3 separate regions of the Mus musculus genome follow, and all the other regions are linked to region 2. A link is a contact called in public Hi-C data. All regions are on one chromosome and are shown on one strand. The core of a region is the stretch at or near the end of the contact, and the rest is flanking DNA. Distances in the headings are between cores, read along the strand shown. Region 1 has its middle 11 kb from the start of Gm46502. Region 2 overlaps Gm33301 (predicted gene, 33301). Region 3 overlaps Zfpm2 (zinc finger protein, multitype 2).

Region 1 (2,700 bases), core at 161-2,660, 1.0 Mb before region 2:
AGGGGTGCCTAAGTGTTCCATGACCTTTTTTCTTCCAGGAGGGGAGGGGTCTGGTGGCATTTTCCAAAGGTCCTGAACTGGCCTCTTCAACACACCATTAGGTGGGTGAATCCTTTGAATTCTCTGCTTCCCTTCGAATTGGGAAACAGTTTTCATTTACTTTCATAAAGTCGAAGGTAATAAAATGGCAGTTGTTTTTGTTGCCCGAGAAATGGAAGGAGCAAGTTCAAGGATAAAAATGAGTAACTGCTGTGGGCTGAGGTTGTTCGAATAAGCAATTCCGTTCTTTTGTGAAAAATTCTCGGTTCTCCATTAATTACATGAACTTCCTGTAGGGCTACAAAGTATCTGCGGCAGTTATTTAAAGAGCAGCACCACCTAGTGGCTAAATAATGCAACTACTTTATCCTAAACAGAAAAGAAAAACAGTTTCAATATCCAGACAGGTAGCTATCCAAACAGTGTCTGTTATTAGAACTATTCCTCACAAGTTTTCTTATTTACTGACTTCACTGTTTTAAAATATGGTTTTTTTTTAAAATAAAAAGGTCTGTAACCATAACAAATGTTAACTCTTCCATGTTCACTTTAAGAGCATTAAAAATTATTGGAAAGGTCACTGTGGTAATTTTAACATTGTGATCTTTAAAAATGAATTTTAAAGAACCTTTAAAATATTTGCTCCTTTAAGGCATTGAAATTCACTTACTAAAATTATTACATGTTTCTTATAGTCTCATTTGTACGGACATATTTTGAAGGCATTTAGTTCAAAAATCTTCAGCCATAAAATACCATCAGAATTCAAAAAGCCATTTGGAGAAGGACATATATTTATTATACTGTTAGTATGATTATTTAGAGTAGTGATTCTCAACTTAATTTTGGTATCACTTAATATAGTATCTCATCTTGTAACATGTTCCCCAGCCATAAAATTATTTTCATTGCTACTTCATAGCTGTAATTTTGCTAGTAGCATGAATGTAAATGTTTGTGTTTTCTGATGGTCTTAGGAGCCCCCTTGAAAAAATTGCGGGTCGCGACCCACAGTTTGAGAATCACTTATTTGGAGCCAGTCTTGCGCATCTACAGAAGCATTTGGTTCAGAATACAGTGTTGCTGCCCTCTTGTGGCTAGAAGAGCACACCGCGCCTGGATATGATCAGTCAAAGAGAAAGTTTTATAATTTAAGAAAGAAAAGAAAAAAAGGAATGCGAGCCGTTTTCACATTTGTTTATCCACCATAGCCAAAGTTCCAAATGCTTAGTTAATTTACTTACAGGGCCAACCAAAGGAAATGAACTTATTTGAACTTCCCATCTGAATTTATTTAACCATACACTCCCCCAACCACACACATACCCCTACTTACATAACTTTCACTAACCACTACAAACCCTGCAGAACATCTTTTGTAAAAGTACGAGTTAACACCTTTTACCTAATACTGCGGTAATTGGTTTTGTTCTCACTCTTAGTATCTTAAAGAATAAACTGCATCTAAGTTAAGCTGAAAATCCTCCCTTTGACTTCCATTTCATCCTGGGATGAGTTCAGTAGCTCTTTCCAAGGTGCAGGACATGCATTTTATGTGCTGAGATGCTCTGGCCCCTGTCGTTGTGGCACTGAATGGAAAACAAGCTTTCGATGCATGTTCCAAATGCAGAAGCCAAGCGCTTCCTACAATGTTGGCTGGGACACTGCTGCTAGGATGAATGGTGCTTTTCAGATTCCTCGCAGCAGAGAGAGCGGGTTTTCCAGGAGGAGTTCCGACTTCCTGTTTACATCTCTCATCTTGGATTAGGAGTTTTATGGAGGACTAAAGGAAAACAAGGCAGAAACAAAGGAGCGATTTAGCCTCTGCTTTAAGATACAGGCATCTTAGGGCAGCGTTTTTGTTTTTTTTTGTTTTTGTTCCCTGTCTGAAGGCTTCCTAAATACTTCTGTTTACAACAGCCCGCTTGGTACTTGACTTTATAAAGTAGGATCCAGTTGTGGAAGAGGAAGAAATAAAACGCGTCACTTGTTGGGTTTCAGAGAAAGCAAGCAATGGAGACAGCAAAAGTGGTGTTCATTAAAGGAATTTAGGGCATCATTTTGACCTTTAGTCTGGGGTTCTATGCCTTCTGTGATCTTGAGTTGTGTTTCATTTGCCATCTAGATTTGCACTTTTGAACAATGAATTCTTTTTTTTTTTAGAATTAATTTTTTATTAGGTATTTTCCTCATTTACATTTCCAATGCTATCCAAAAAGTCCCCAATACCCTCCGACCCCCCCCCCTCCCCTACCCACCCACTCCCACTTTTTGGCCCTGGCATTTCCCTGTACTGGGGCATATAAGTTTGCAAGTCCAATGGGCCTCTCTTTCCAGTGATGGCCAACTAGGCCATCTTTTGATACATATGCAGCTAGAGTCAAGAGCTCTGGGGTACTGGTTAGTTCATAATGTTGTTCCACCTATAGGGTTGCAGATCCCCCAAGCTCCTTGGGTACTTTCTCTAGCTCCTCCATTGGGGGCCCTGTGATCCATCCATTAGCTGACTGTGAGCATCCACTTCCGTGTTTGCTAGGCCCCTGCATTGTCTCACAAGAGACAGCGATATCTGGGTCCTTTCAGCAAAATCTTGCCAGTGTATGCAATGGTGTCAGCGTTTGGAAGCTGATTATGGGATGGATCCCTGGATATGGCAGTCTT
Region 2 (2,700 bases), core at 62-2,561:
AATGACCACTATTCTTGGAATACTGTACTTGCATGCCCACAAGCTCGGATCAAAGCGTGCACTATACAGAAAGGCACTGGCTGAGTTTATATCTATGTGATAGGCTTCCAAACAGTTACTTCCCCGGACACAGGACATGTCTGTTTACTACAACTTTTCTAATGAACATGCTTTACTGTTGCTTAAGAAAAAGACATGCAAAAAAGAAATAAACAACTGAAAATAATCTTCACTTGCTGAAAGGGATCAAAGTCTGAAATCTGAGACATTTCTTGGATGATGTCCCATACTTATGAAAACGGTCTTTCACTACAGTCTGTCCACGCCGGGATCCTCTCCCTGCCCTAGTGCAGCCAGCCCCTGGGGTCTGTTTCTCTCACCAGAGTGAGCAGTGAAGTGTGGAACGACCACAGACAGCTCTCAGGGCCCACACTGCTGCAGACCTCCCCGGTGCCCCCGTTCTTGGAACTGTGGCAGAGTCAGGTGACGGCAGAAAGAAGTGAAGCCCTTATCATTCTTTATTACGCAGCTTAAGGAAGATATACAGCAGAGAGCATGGTATGGAAAAGCAGAGACAGAGGATAGCCCCTGCCTGAGACTTGGAGTCAAGCACACCCAGACATCGTGCAGTTTGAATGTGGGGTCTTTGAGACCATAGGGCATTCAGTCTGGGTCACCGGAGGCATTTCCTCTGGCATGATGCCTCGTGGTTTACAATTTCCTCTTCTTCCTTCCCGTGACTCCACTGGAGCCGGTCTGGAAGTCCAGGAGCTTCTATCTATGTGGAACAGAATTTCGTTTTCAGAAATTGAGGTCTGGGCACCTTCTGAATAGAGACTGGCAATAATCCCAAATTGCATGTTTTATTATGTGGCCTTTATTTGTGTTTCTCATGAAATGAGCTGAGACACTCAAACTCATTTCAGATAGCAGCCAAAAACCAAATGGTCACATTGTCCCTAGGTGGACGGTCAGCACATTACAGACAAGGCCGTCCAACTCCTGCGTTTGCTAGAAACGTCTTAGGGAGGACAAACCGCTTCAGTCCCTGTTTCCAGCCGAACGTAATTTTATTCCTCGGTCGCATGGCTGCCTTCACCAATAGAAAAGGTCTTTACGTCGGATTTCAAGATCTTTCTATAAGGTCGCGTTGTGGCTGCATCTAAAAATCACTTTGGAATTTCATTTAACATGAAAGAAAGCAAAAGACGTGAGCCCTTGCTGCTAGTGTTTTTCATAAGTTGAGACGTGGAACCCGCTTATCCTGTGGAAACAAAACCAAGTGTAGTTGCTGGTTGCTGCGAGAGCAATGTCTAGTAAGGATTTCCACTTTTAATCAGTTATAAGGTACAGTGACAGCCACTGCGACTAACCACACCCTGTGGGGAAATGTGAATAAGCAGTAGTAACTTCTGCCAGAATTTAGCACAGGATTAATAGCATGCCACAGCACATTGGGGCCCTTCCACCCTACCGAGACCCCAGATGAAAAATTAATTAAGCTCATACATTTAAAACTAAATGCATTTCACTCCAAATTACTGTCCCCAAAAAGTTCAGCAACAACATGAAATGCCAAAATTGTAAACTCGCATCATATGTATTCAAACCCTGGTTTAAAAAAAAAAAAAAAAAAAAAAATCAGGGAGTGGGGGAGTGGGCCAGTTATGATTGACTCAAGATCCCCATCTAGTGGCCATATCTTGAATAGCAGGCTATTTGTGTTTCTGGAGCATTTGTGAATTAAACATCTAAGACATGTGATTAGCTCATTGTTCAGAAACGAGATTCTTTCTGCCGTCTTACCCTTTCCAACTGCATTGTAAGAGACATGCCCAAAATCAGGCATCAAAAATTCAAAAACTAAAATATCTCCAGGAGTCATTTACGGCCCCCACCCCCAAGCAATTACCTTGACTCACCAATAAACTCAGTTCCTCTGTTTTCTACAGGCTGTTTCCCCGATCCACCATTGATTGCTTAACTCTCGGTGTTGATCAAAAAGGATGGGAACTTGACATGAGTTCTGTGTGGTTACACACCCGTGCCACCACAAACATGTGAAAGTCACAGGATAATTATGGGGAACCGGGGCTTTCCTGTTTTGTTTTGTTTTGTTTTGTTTTGTTTTTGTTTTTGTTTTGTTTTGTTTTCTGGAAGGTTCTTGTTTTTCCACATCTTATCCCAGCTTCTCCAGATAGATCCCAAGTGCAAACAACTCCATCTAAATGAAGCTTGGAAACAGAAGCCAAACAGCTATGCTCTGGGGTAAGGTGGAGCAGAAGTGCTGATGAAAAGACACAGAAAAATTATCCTGGGATTCCAGAATGTTCTATGCCTTAGTCAAGGTGATAATTGCATATGTATTCTTACGTGCCCTACGTGCATAGTTCATGTGAAGTTCATAAATGACGACTCTCCGTAACTTGCTTTTCCCTAGTCCTGGAAGAACAGAGGTTGTAACTACCACAAAAAATTTCTACGAACCCTCAGAAACTTGGGAAAGTGAATATCTATAAAACCTACACATTAAGAACCTGGGACTCTGCATTTCTATAATTGGACTGAAAGCCTTGAAGGCACCTCCCAGCCCAAGCTTGAAACGAGCACGAGGAATTGTTTTCTCTCGGCTTCACAGGGTGAGCGCCATTACTCTCTGAGGAGGGCCGCCTTCCAACTATCACCCGTGTAGTCAAAGGG
Region 3 (2,700 bases), core at 98-2,597, 760 kb before region 2:
CTCTATATGAGATCAAACTTCTGGATAGTCCGGGGCACAACAGGCTTTGAGTTAGATGTGAGCATGCCATTCTGGCTGCCATGTGATCAGGGACCTCAATGAGAGGTGAATGAACCAAGGGAAATCAGCTAAGAGGCTGTTGGTGAGAAATGGTGCAGTCGTTAGTGGGAGGTGATGAGAGATGAAGGTAAAGTTTGTTGTCCCATTGAATGTAACATTGCTGAACAAGGAAATGAATCAGGGCAAACCTGTATCTGCAGCATCTGATTAACTGTGTGAACAGTGGTGATATTCATCAGGATGAGGGAGACTCAGAAGAACAATGTGAGACAGCATGACTTTGGAACTCTTAATATGCTGTGAAGTTGCTCAGAGGAGAGACTGTGACCAGGAAGTAAGTCTGGAATCCACGGGTGCTAGTTAAGACCTTGGATAAGAGACTATAAAGCAGAGTAAAATCTCAGGATTGGGTTATGTCATTTGCCAGTATTCAAAGGTTAGAATTCCAGACAAGTAGACATGCAGTGTATCTAGCACAGTGAACTGTGCTCTGAAAATAGAGAAAAATGGTCCCCGGGGACAGGACAATGGACTGAGTGGAAGGAGGCTTTCATAAGCCTGGCAAAGAAGCCAACATAGAACCATATTCGCATCTACTTTTATTTACTTGTTATTTCTTATCTTATGAGAAATCTGTTTTTACAGATTTTTACACAGTTCACAAGGTACACAGCTGGGTTTTGCAAAAGGTCTCAAGGCCCATGTTTTTAAGAGTGTGAGCTTATACAGAAATACATGTTACTGCAGAACACTCTAAGTGAAAACTTTGGTGTGGACAGTCATTCATGCTTGGAGCTCATCTATTAGAAAAAGACATTTTCTAATCTGGTAAAAAAGAAAAGCATCATTGACACTCCCTTTGTTGTTGTTGTTGTTGTTGTTGTTGTTTTGTTCTGTTATGTTTTGGGAGAATTACAATTTCCAAAGATGCTCTCCCCATGCCCCCCTCAACACAGTTGATGTGCATTGCTATTTTTTGGGGGTGTGTGTATTTGTCACTGTCAATCAATAGCCTCTGTAGAAGCTGTTAGTCTGTTTTCAGGCTAAATTGTTGATTTACATTGGTAGATTGACATTGCCCTGGATACTACTAACTCAGTGACCAAACAGTTGAGTTCTCCCATGTAATATACACAGAAATTGGTTTAATTCTACCTTCACACACACTACAATGTGGTGCCTGATGCCAGGTCTTATTTTATGTGAGGCAACCAGAGGAGTGGCACCTTTTGGTATGGAATCCCTTTGCTATTGCCTAACACTGTAAAAAATTTGGCAGCAATGAGCCACCATATGGAGAGATGGCGCTTAGTGCTCTACTATGCAAAAATCATGAAATGGATGACAGCAGTTCTCTGCCTCTACTGGGAAAGCTCCCTTTGCCACTCATGATAACTCTTTTGAGAATAATTTCTCAGGAAACTTTTCAGAATGAATTTCTCAATCAGTAAGACAGTCAGACCGATGGTAAACTGAGTCAGAACTATCTGGTCAGATCCTTGGGGAAATGATATGGATACTTCTAAATTTTGTGGTTTAAAAATGTTTTCATCAAAATGTTTGTAATTACATAATCAAATATTTTTTATCAAAATATAACAAAGAAATATACATATCATGCTTAGTACAGATGTATTCCAATGTAAACTGTATTGAAAAAATTAGCAGAAGAAAGTACCCTCTGTCATAGACTGACAAATGTATAGGATGCTCACACATATTTATGCATAAACTTCTCCCTCCTTCCATCCTCTCTCTCTCATATGTATATGTGTGTGTGTGTGTAAAAAATACATAAGTCATTTACTGAAGTGACTTTTATAAATGTATGATATTTGTGAAACAAGTACTCAGGAGTAGAGTTGATAAAATCTTAAATGTAGAAAATAAACTGTTTATTTTATATCCTATATTTATACTGAGCAAAATCTTCCTTCCTATAGTTTGAATGTACCAAGCAAATCAGTCATTTTCCTGCAACAGGACTTGAAGTTACCCAAAATAATGTATTCTGTCTCCCAGTAGATTTCCATAGAATGTGCACCGAGATCACTACATCTTTGGACTTGTTTCACCTCTGTCTTCCAGGTTCAATTGGTACCATTTCTACCCTGCTACATAAACCATTCCCCCAGGGTTTCCAGCCTACAACTACTGAGTCAAGTATATTAAAGTGAGAGGAGTTAGGATGAAGCCAACTTACAAAAGCCAGGGTCCAGTAAGCCCACAGGCCCAGCACATACTATCCTTTACAGTTCGGATAGAAGGTTTTTCCTTGCCCTTTAACTGGTTCAAATGTATTTTCATGCCCTGAGCCAGTCTCATCCACATTTTCTTTAACCAGTGTTCTTATAAAATAGAGCATCACATAGCTCTAATCCAGGCACCATCACCAACCATGTAACCTGCTAGAAATCTTCAGACCCATCTGTGCATTTGCATCCTGTTGGCTTCAATATTCGATTTCCTATATATAAAAAGTCTAAGTAGAAACAAAAGTTAGAGGAGGGATCTATGGCCACTTCCAAACCTGGATTACACAATTACCTCCTCTCAGATATATTTGGCTGCCATTTTAAAGTTGAGGAAGACTGGGAACATAAGGATACAGAACAAAGGGAAAAAGGTAGATAGAACAAA

The links. A called contact is a pair of places that touch in the nucleus more often than the background predicts.
Region 1: a contact with region 2 is called in a Hi-C map of cortical neurons, with 7 times the contacts expected there. The contact joins two enhancer-like sites. A contact is called at or near these places in 1 of 15 datasets of contacts at CTCF or cohesin (stem cell-derived epiblast-like cells), 13 of 484 Hi-C or Micro-C datasets (the C2C12 cell line, Sertoli cells, cardiomyocytes and 9 more), 2 of 115 datasets of contacts at active chromatin or transcription factors (embryonic basal ganglia and forebrain) and 1 of 9 other capture datasets (embryonic stem cells).
Region 3: a Hi-C map of cerebellar granule neurons shows a contact between it and region 2, with 2.6 times the contacts expected there. The contact joins two enhancer-like sites. A contact is called at or near these places in 4 of 484 Hi-C or Micro-C datasets (cerebellar granule neurons, muscle stem cells, nephron progenitors and 1 more), 1 of 115 datasets of contacts at active chromatin or transcription factors (embryonic forebrain) and 2 of 9 other capture datasets (embryonic stem cells and embryonic tail).

The regions. Positions count from the first base shown.
Region 1 is chr15:41,161,466-41,164,165 of GRCm38.p6, reverse strand. No RefSeq gene overlaps it. Among named protein-coding and RNA genes, the nearest start is that of Gm46502, 11 kb to the left of the region's middle. Within about 2 kb of position 1,410, at least 55 of the 459 cell types and tissues checked have an H3K27ac peak or open chromatin away from gene starts, as enhancers often do. A contact at or near this core is called in cortical neurons and muscle stem cells, where this site is marked.
Region 2 is chr15:40,165,877-40,168,576 of GRCm38.p6, reverse strand. It overlaps Gm33301 (predicted gene, 33301), which reads right to left. Exons shown (of 3, transcript NR_155350.1): 3 at 501-1,264. Among named protein-coding and RNA genes, the nearest start is that of Gm33301, 4.6 kb to the right of the region's middle. Within about 2 kb of position 1,311, at least 46 of the 459 cell types and tissues checked have an H3K27ac peak or open chromatin away from gene starts, as enhancers often do. A contact at or near this core is called in cerebellar granule neurons, cortical neurons and muscle stem cells, where this site is marked.
Region 3 is chr15:40,926,133-40,928,832 of GRCm38.p6, reverse strand. All of the region lies in intron 4 of Zfpm2 (zinc finger protein, multitype 2), which reads right to left. Among named protein-coding and RNA genes, the nearest start is that of Gm33353, 190 kb to the right of the region's middle. Within about 2 kb of position 1,347, at least 8 of the 459 cell types and tissues checked have an H3K27ac peak or open chromatin away from gene starts, as enhancers often do. A contact at or near this core is called in cerebellar granule neurons, where this site is marked.